Regions from separate parts of the Mus musculus genome. Here region 1 is linked to region 2. A link is a contact called in public promoter capture Hi-C data. All regions are on one chromosome and are shown on one strand. The core of a region is the stretch at or near the end of the contact, and the rest is flanking DNA. Distances in the headings are between cores, read along the strand shown. Region 1 holds the start of Cops3 (COP9 signalosome subunit 3). Region 2 holds the start of Pld6 (phospholipase D family, member 6).

Region 1 (4,529 bases), core at 302-2,801, 52 kb after region 2:
CATGCAGTCTATTTATTCACATAGATGGCACTGTGTTGTGTACACTATTAAGCATCTTTCTGCTATTTAATGATGACCTCAGATTCCTTTTCAGTTTGCAAAAAGTATATGCACTTTTCTTCCCACAGCTGCATAGGAATCCATTTGTACGGCTGTGCTGTAATTGTCTAATTTTAATTTTCTGTGTCTGTATGTGGTTATGTGCATGTAAGTGAAGGTGCGTGAAGAGACAGAAGAGGATGTTAGGTTTTGGGTCCCTTGAAGCTGGTGTTACAAGGGGTTGGGTGTCCACTAACAATGCCAGGAACTGAACTCTGGTCCTCTGAAAGAGTAGTACATGCTGAGAGCTGTTCTCCAGCTCCACTTAATTAACTTATTTAGAGACAAGGTTCTCATTGTGTAATGCTGGCTGGCCTTGAACTCAAGAGATCCACCTAACTCAGCCTCCAGAGTTAGGGGACTAAAGGAGTGCACGCCTATGCTCACTCCTTACTTAACTAGTCCTACCTGTATCGTATGGATGAATGACTTATTTAAAGAAAAAAAAAAATCACTCACAGGTGTCTATCTGGCCTGTGAGCTTAAGTCTATCACTGACAAGGAAAACGAGAATTACCATTTATTTTGCATGGTGTCATCATTTAAACCTTACAAGAGTTAGGTGGACAACTACCCGGACACACCTCATACCTCTCTTTTTCTACAGATGAAGAAACGAGCCTAACCTCACGGAATTTCCACATGTCAAAAGCATTTCTAACATGCTTTCTCCACTCCATTCCCTTAACTCTATTAAAGAGAGGTCACATTCTTCTGGCTCAAGATTATGGGTGTGTTCAAGTGACGAGATGAATGGACCAGACGGTATGCAAATTAAGGGGGGGAAATAAAGTAACAACTGTACGCCCTAGAGATGTAGTCCGACTACTGAAAGCTCCCTTGGAGCTCGGTTCGACCAAAATAGGGGCGGAGGATTCCGAGCGTGCGCCGCTGGCCAGCCAAGACTCACGCCTTCTAGCCAAGGAGCCTAGAAAAGACTCCCCTCCAGCCGCTAGAAGGGCCTGGTGGGGGCGGGGGGGCAGACCGGCAGGACGGACAGGACGCTAGACCAATCACCAAAAAGCAGTGATGGCCAAGGGACCAATGGGTGCTCCGGAATGCCCCTACCGGAAGTCACGCCCCCAAACTGTCAAGCGGCGCCCCGTGGCTGGGGCCCGGAGGGGGGGTGCTGGAGGGGGAGGGGAAGGAAAGTCTCCGGGGCCCGAGGCAGGGGAAGGCGACGGCAAGGACGACGGCGCACGACAGCACGAGGACTGCTCCCCTCGGCCGTGCGCTCCTACCCTAAGCACCAAGGCTTGAGCAGGTCCAGGGGGAGAGGCTAGAGAGCGAAGGGCGGTCCCAAATCCGCACCGGTGCCAGGGCATACCGGGCCAGCTCTGCGGCCCAGGCCTCACCTTGAGCTGAGAGCTGTCGGACACTGTTCACGAACTGCTCCAGAGCAGACGCCATGTTTCCCCCCGCTGGTGGCCCGAGCAACAGAGGTAAGCTCGCGCGGGAAAAAGCGACTGCTCTAGGAGGAGGGGCCCGGCGACCCACTAAAGCCTGGAGGCAGGTTGTGTCACTTCCGCCGGCCAAGCGCCGCGAGATCTTACCTGGCTGAGGCACCCCCTCCTGTCTCCATGGAAACAGTTCCGCTAGTCGCCGGAAGTCAGGTCCCCTCCCTCGCCTTTCATTGTAGTGCACTTGGGAAATCTCGTCTCATGTTAAATGGAAATAACGAAGAAAGGAAAGAATAACACTTAAGCACAAAATTTCTGGGCCCAGTTTTGCTTAGAATGACTGAACATTATTTTAAACCTAGCCACATACTTCCGACACGGCTCCATTGCCACTTCCGGAACATGTCACTAGAGAGCCATACTTTCTTCCAAAGGCAAGGGAAAATGACTCCTTTTGAAGGATGGGGAACTCGTTTTATAAGTTCCTAGGAATGGTGGCTTTTATCTAACGACCAGAAACCCTTCTGTATCTGAGGTTGTGCTCATTTCTGAACATACACAATGCCTGAGAACTAACAGCTTAGTGCTGGACAGTTTCCCAAGTCAAAGTGTAACATTAGGAAGGTTTTGAATTCTAAAGCTGAAAATTAAACACCAAGCAATTCCTCGGATTTCCAGGCTCCCCAGGTCTAGACTGAAGCAGTGATTTTTCTCATTCCATCTTTGGTTTCTTATATGACCATCATCTATCTGTAACAGTTAAACTCAGGTTAAACTTTCCCTCTGAAGCAAGCTCGGTAATCTAAGGCTAAGGGGTTCTGATAGATAGCACAGCACACTTTAGGTTCCTGCTTGGCTCGGAACTAATTTCTTTCCTAGGATTTCTAGTGCTGTAGCAAAGATGAGAAAAAGGTTACTTTGTATCACTTCATAAGATGAATGAAAGGCCTCAGGCAATGAGGCTTTAGAGGGAGACTCTTGAAAGCAACCGGGATCCAGGGTGTTAGTGTTACCGCTCTAAGGGGCAAGTTTTCCCTAATACAAGTGTTGCAGTTCCGAGGGGGCAATGCCAATGAATGTGTTACAGCTCCGGAAAGACTTCTCCAATGGAAGTATTACAGCTCTGAGGGGAGAGGTTGCTTGTGTGTAAGTGTGACAGCTGAAGGGAAAGTTATCCTGGCAGTCTGGAGCCAAGGAATGCCACAAAGTCACATGGCACATCAAACGTCACTCAAGAGATTGGGAGAGATAACAGAGGGTGCTGCCTCTCCTGGGAGAAGCAGCAGGGAATTGGTGAGGAGACAGGCTTATACAGAGTTTCATGGGGAAGGAGTTTTCCAGGGTAAAGATTTCCACGGTGAGGATTAGTGAGATTTCAAGCCAAACTCAAAGACTGGTGAGAGTTTGTGCTCAGGGATTCGTAGGTTTTGGAGCTGAGGAATTGGTGGGTTGGTGACAGGAAACGGTCACCAACAAGGATATTTAACCAGATTATAGGTTCCTGGTTTACAGTTGGAGATGGCACTACCCTCTGGAGGAATACTGCTTTATCTTCATCCTTCCAAGTGGTCAATGAACCACAGCTCCAAAGGGGGCAGAAACACCAGTACTAGTGGCATATCTAGTCATAACAAGAACTCTTTGCACACGTACTCACCAGTAAACCTCTATCTTGTTCCCAATATAGACCCACATATGGTTCTCTATAAGTTGACCGGGCATTACTATGGTCAAAGGGACTTTAGGGGTTGGACATCCCATTCTTTTGCTCATATAGCATCTTCATCTGTGGTCAAGCGGGTGGGCAACCACTCCCTGCTTGGATGGTATAGAGTAGTCAGGGATGAGCCAAGAGCCTGCATTTGTTGTCTCAGGGTAATGTTGCCCAACCCCTGTATGCTCTGATAAGGGGAGGCAGGAGTCCATAAAGGACAAGGGGAGAACCCTATGTGACTAGCAGGGCGAGACCTGATACCCAAGCAACTGGCAACAACTGGTCCCCAACCGGGGGACACTTAGTGAAGTCCACAACTGTGTTTTCAAATGGGGTTTCTCCAACACTCTGTACCCTTGAAGAGACATTAGGTCCCCAACTCAGGTTATTTTGGATACACATTTCACATTGTATACCACCTGGGCTGTGCTGGAGAGTCAAAGGATGTACAAAAGTCAGCTTAATAGGCCTTTATGAGCTTCCCAGATAAGGTGGGTCTTCTGGTGTAACTGACAAGACCTGAGACTATGGCCTCAGGAATTAGCCATTTTCAAATCCCCACCATCCATGTGGGAGACAGATTCCACTTTCAGTCTGATACTGAGTGTTAAGGATGTGAGTAGCTAGGCTCCCATTCTGCCACTGGCCTAAATCAGTGCATAAGGCACAGCTCTAGGTTCTACTGCTCCCTTGAAGGTGCAAGCTTCACTTCTCAGTCTTCTTTAGTTTCTTCCCTTGATGCCCTCCAAAGCATACAACTGCCACCTCTTTAGGTGACATACAGCATCTAAGAGTTCAAGGATTTCTTCTTATGTTTGCCTTGGTTTTGTTTGTTTGAGACAAGGTCTCACAATATTGCTCCGGCTGTCTTGGAACTCACTATGTAGACCAGGCAGACCTCAAACTCACAGAAACCTGCCTGCCTCTGCCTTCACCTTCGAGTGCCTGGATACCACTCCCGGCATGAATTCAAGGATTTCTTTGCCACGGGTTATATCTTTTCTTTCTGAGTTAGTTAGGCACTTTTTGCTCTATAAGGCTCATGTATGTGGAGGGTGGAAGGCATATTTAAGAGTCCGTGTGTATATTGACATACACCTCAGCTGTAGTAGCAGGGCCCAGGTCAGTAAGAAGTTATGCCTTTGGCAGATATTTCAAGTCAATGATGAAAATCAAGTTGACCATGGAGTACCCCGAAAGATATCCTTTCTCTTTCACAAAGCTGCCACCATTGGTGAAATACCCAGCATTCAGGGGCTAATTGGTTAGAGAATACCTCCCCCACAACTGATGCAGTCATGGTCTTGATGGTCTAG
Region 2 (4,189 bases), core at 398-2,897:
TTTTTGGTTTTTCGAGACAGGGTTTCATTGTATAGCCCTGGCTGTCCTGGACCTCACTTTGTAGACCAGGCTGGCCTCGAACTCAGAAATCCGCCTGCCTCTGCCTCCCGAGTGCTGGGATTAAAGGCATGCGCTACCACGCCCGGCAGTGCCACCACGCTGAATCTGAGATTTTATGACTCTCCAAACTCTAAATACAGTGACATCAACCATGTCTGATACCTACTGTCCACCACCCAAAATGATGACCTGGCTGAAGGTCACTTTGTGACTGCCAGCAAGGGGACAGGGGCAGCTATCAGACTGACAGAGTGCTTCTGTGCTGCCCACGTGAGTGATACACAACAGGTCAGTGCTGCGGTGTTCTTCCTTCCCTATGAGGGATCTGGAAGCAGACCTGGTTTCCAAGGCTACACCATCCCCAGGATGTGGGAAGACAGGCCGTGTGGAGGAAATAAAAAGCCTCGAGAGCCCTACAAAGCCTGGACATCTCCCAAGGGCTCCCCTAGCCTGTCAGCCACTGTGGGCACAACGATTAGGCTAGGCAGGTGTGTGGGAGGGACATGGGGGCACTGACTCCTGCGTAATGAAGGGATCTAGCAGTCAAAGTTTGTGTTCCTCCAGTGCCAACCACTTGAAGGAAAACAAACAAGGGCCACAGGCCTAAGGGAGGATATTGTCACACCTGCTGCTGAGCTGTAGGCGGGCCAGACATACCTATGGGCCCAGAGGTGATCGCTGAGAAGCAAGTATTCGCCACACTGTAGGGTCCACTTTCCAATGATCACAGAGTCTAGTGGGAAACTCACTAATCAACACTGTCACTCCTACTCCCGCTGTGGTCACACAGCCGCTAAGGGTTTCTCAGTGTTGGCTGAGTTTAAACTGACTTAAGTTTTATCCTCCATGCCTTCACTTATGTCAGCCATCTCAGCCTAGAACAATCACAGAAATTAAGTCTAAACACACACGCCTCTAAGGTCAAGGTCAGAGCGTGGAAACTGGTGGGAATTGCCACATACCTTACTCATGGGGAGCCCAGACACGGAATATAACAGACTATGAACCTTGGCTCCTTGGCCCGCTCATCTCTGCCTGCCTGCCTCCACCTTTCTCCCTGAAATGCTACCTGCTCTGGACAAAGTCGGTAGGGGCATCAAGTAAGTCCTCTACCCCTCTGCCGGTGTGCACCCTCGGCGGCGGTTTACCTGCCTTGCGCAGCAGGCCGATCTGAGAGCCGTTGAGGGCCATGTAGTCGCAGTCAGTGATGACCCGCACGCGCACCCCACGCTGATGCAGCAGCTGCACTGCACGCCCCAGCTGCGGGCTGGAGAAGGCGAAGAGGCAGAGCTCCAAGCTGGAGCGGGCGGCCAACAGCGCGCGCAGCAGGCGGCTCAGTGAACTCTCGCTGTGGGGGAGGCTACACGGGCAGCCCGAGGGCCCGGGAGGCAACCCTGGGGCCTGCAGTAAAGCCTCGGTGCAGGTCACCTGTGAGGGGAAGAAGAGCACCTCGCGCCTTGGCCGCCGCCCAGCCAGCAGCCAACGCATCAGCCACGGCAGTGCCTCTAGGGCCAGCGCGAGACCCGCACCAGCCGCGAACACCAACCGCCAACTCGAGCGCCCCATGGCCGCCACCTCTAAGGTCAGCCGTAGCACCAAGCGCTTGCGCGCCCAACACGTGCCAGCCCGCCCCCAACTCCGGGTGTGCCACGCCCCCTTGCGGGGCCCGCCCCCAGCCAGGAGCTAAACTAGCGGTTGCACAGCTTTCCCAAGCTAGCAAAGAGCCCTTGGGGAAGCGCGCTCATTGGTGGACCAGGCTGGCCTTGAACTCAGAGATCTGCCTGCTTCTGCAGAGTGCTGGGATTGAAGGCGAGTACCTTCATTTGACTTCTTTTCCTATGTGTTTCCCATGAATTTCCTTCCCTTACCTGACTGCTCTAGAGTTTCTGCATCGCATTGAAAAGAAATGGGGATAGTGGGATGCCGTCTCCTGATTTTAATGGGATTTGCTTTGGGATTTTCTTCAATTACCATGTTGTTTGTGGATTTGTACGGTCTACAGGAAGGAGTTATGAACGGTACTATAAATATAGCCAATGGATAGGCCAGAGGCCTGCGGGAGAAGAACTTATTTGCTGCCAGTTTCCTAGGCCAAAATCATTTCTGTTTTCTAAAAACTTATATCCACAGATAAGTGCAGCTCTCACCCCTCATCAAAGAACTTCCTTTTCAACAGATGAAGACAATCAGAGTTCCACAACTGATCAGAATGCTGAGAATTCGCAACTGTGGGGATAGATTCCCCGCTTACGAGGTTTGGCAGCAGGTACTTTTGCTCATCCCCAACTGATACACCTGCATTGTAACCCAGACACCTAAGGCTAAGTATAATGGAAGAAGTGATGGAAAGACTATATGAACCAGAGGCTCAGGACACCCAGTGTTAGATAGTGTGCCCTAGACAGGGGAAACACACTCATGAACTTAGGTCCACAGTGGTCCACACTCAGCACCATGTCTTTTGTCCCTAATGATGCAGCAAGTTTTGCTCACTGTGAGATGAATTCAGAGCTGCCTCGGGTTGCGTTCCTACAGCTGAAACAGCAGACAATCAGAAGCTTTGACTGAACATAGGACAGTGACTGAACATAGGAGAATGTCACATGCTGGAAGACAGGAAGACCTCTGACCCAAAACTTAGAAGATACAGACAGACATCACTTTCTTCATCCCTCCAGGACCACCCAGGCCAGCATGGCTTCCTATGCTGAGCTCGATGGGGCACACACACACACCCCTTCCTGTTTTAAGGAGACCCTCTCATACCCATGCTCCCGATACTTTCCTCATCTGCAGAGACTGACCTATTTCCTGACGTTGGGCACCATTAGACAAACCGGTCTTATTCTGTAGCATAGCCTGGTTTAGATGGTCTCAGACTTACAGCAATCTTCTAGCCTTAGCCCTCAAGAACTGGCATTATAAGACTAAGCTGAGTCATCGTGCTCAGCCCTGTTAACAGTGAAGCACATACATAATGCAAGCCATGCTAGATTCTATTGTCCAGTGTCTGAATCCATCTGAGCCTGCAGGTGCACCCTATGATGCCTCCCTCAGCCCCACTGGTACACACGACACACAGTACACACAGTTGCATCTCCTCGATGGAACCGGATTGATTGATAGTATATCTGTCTTAGTGTTTTATCGCTGTGAACAGACACGATGACCAAGGCAACTCTCATAAGGACAACATTTAATTGGGGTTGGCTTACAGGTTCAGAGGTTCAGTCCATTATCATCCAGGCAGAAACATAGCGGCATCCAGGCAGGCATGGTGCAAGAGGAGCTGAGAGTTCATCATCTGAAGGCTGCTAGCAGAATACTTGCTTCCAGGCAGCTAGGAGGAGGGTATTAAAGCCCACACCTACAGTGACACACCTACTCCAAGAGGCCACACTCACTCCAACAGGGCCATAGCTTCTAATAGTGCCACTCCTTGGGCCAAGCATATGCAAACCATCACATTCCACAATCTGGCCCCAATAGGCTTGTTCAAACATATGGGGGCCATACTTAAACATAGCATAATGCAAAATACATATAGTTCAACTTCAAAGGTGCCCATAGTCTATAGCAGTCTCAACAATGTTAAAAGTCCAAAGTTCAAAGTCTCTTCTGAGATCCATCCAATCACTTAACTGTAATCCCCAAAGCAAGACAGGAAACCAGCTGGGCAAACTCCAAACTCTGCATCTCCATGTCTGATGTCAAGGTGGTCTTCAGATCTCCAGTTCCTTTTTCATCTTTGTTGACTGCAACAAACTTCTGTCTCCTGGGCTGGTTCTACTCCCTGTTAGCAGCTCTTCTCAGCAGATAGCCCATGGCTCTGGCACCTCAAACATCTTTGAGTCTCCAAGGCAACTTCAATGTTACAGCTTCTTGTTTCAATGTCTGGGATCCACCCATGATCTTCTGGCTTCTCCAGAAGGCTGGCGTCACTTTTCCAGCTCTGCCCTAAGCTCAGGTTGATCCACTCGACTACTGCTGCTGTTCTTGGTGATCATGCCATGGTACTGGCATCTCCAACACACTGGGGTATTCTGCTGCAACTAGGCTTCACCAATAGCCTCTCATAGACTCTCTTCATGGTGCCAAGCCTCAGCTCCTTTGCATACCCGCTTCAGTC

Evidence for each region. Capture Hi-C pulls out chosen DNA fragments and counts their contacts.
Region 1: a promoter capture Hi-C map of adipose tissue shows a contact between it and region 2. The contact joins the promoter of Cops3 here to the promoter of Pld6 in region 2. A contact is called at or near these places in 3 of 39 promoter capture datasets (Sertoli cells and liver), 7 of 484 Hi-C or Micro-C datasets (cardiomyocytes, embryonic stem cells, liver and 1 more), 4 of 115 datasets of contacts at active chromatin or transcription factors (CD8 T cells, embryonic fibroblasts and embryonic stem cells) and 3 of 9 other capture datasets (adipose tissue, liver and pancreatic islet).

What each region holds. Positions count from the first base shown.
Region 1 is chr11:59,838,216-59,842,744 of GRCm38.p6, forward strand. It overlaps Cops3 (COP9 signalosome subunit 3), which reads right to left and starts at 1,552. Exons shown (of 12, transcript NM_011991.1): 1 at 1,455-1,552. The coding sequence starts at 1,509.
Region 2 is chr11:59,786,010-59,790,198 of GRCm38.p6, forward strand. It overlaps Pld6 (phospholipase D family, member 6), which reads right to left and starts at 1,648. Exons shown (of 2, transcript NM_001290283.1): 1 at 1,209-1,648. The coding sequence starts at 1,626.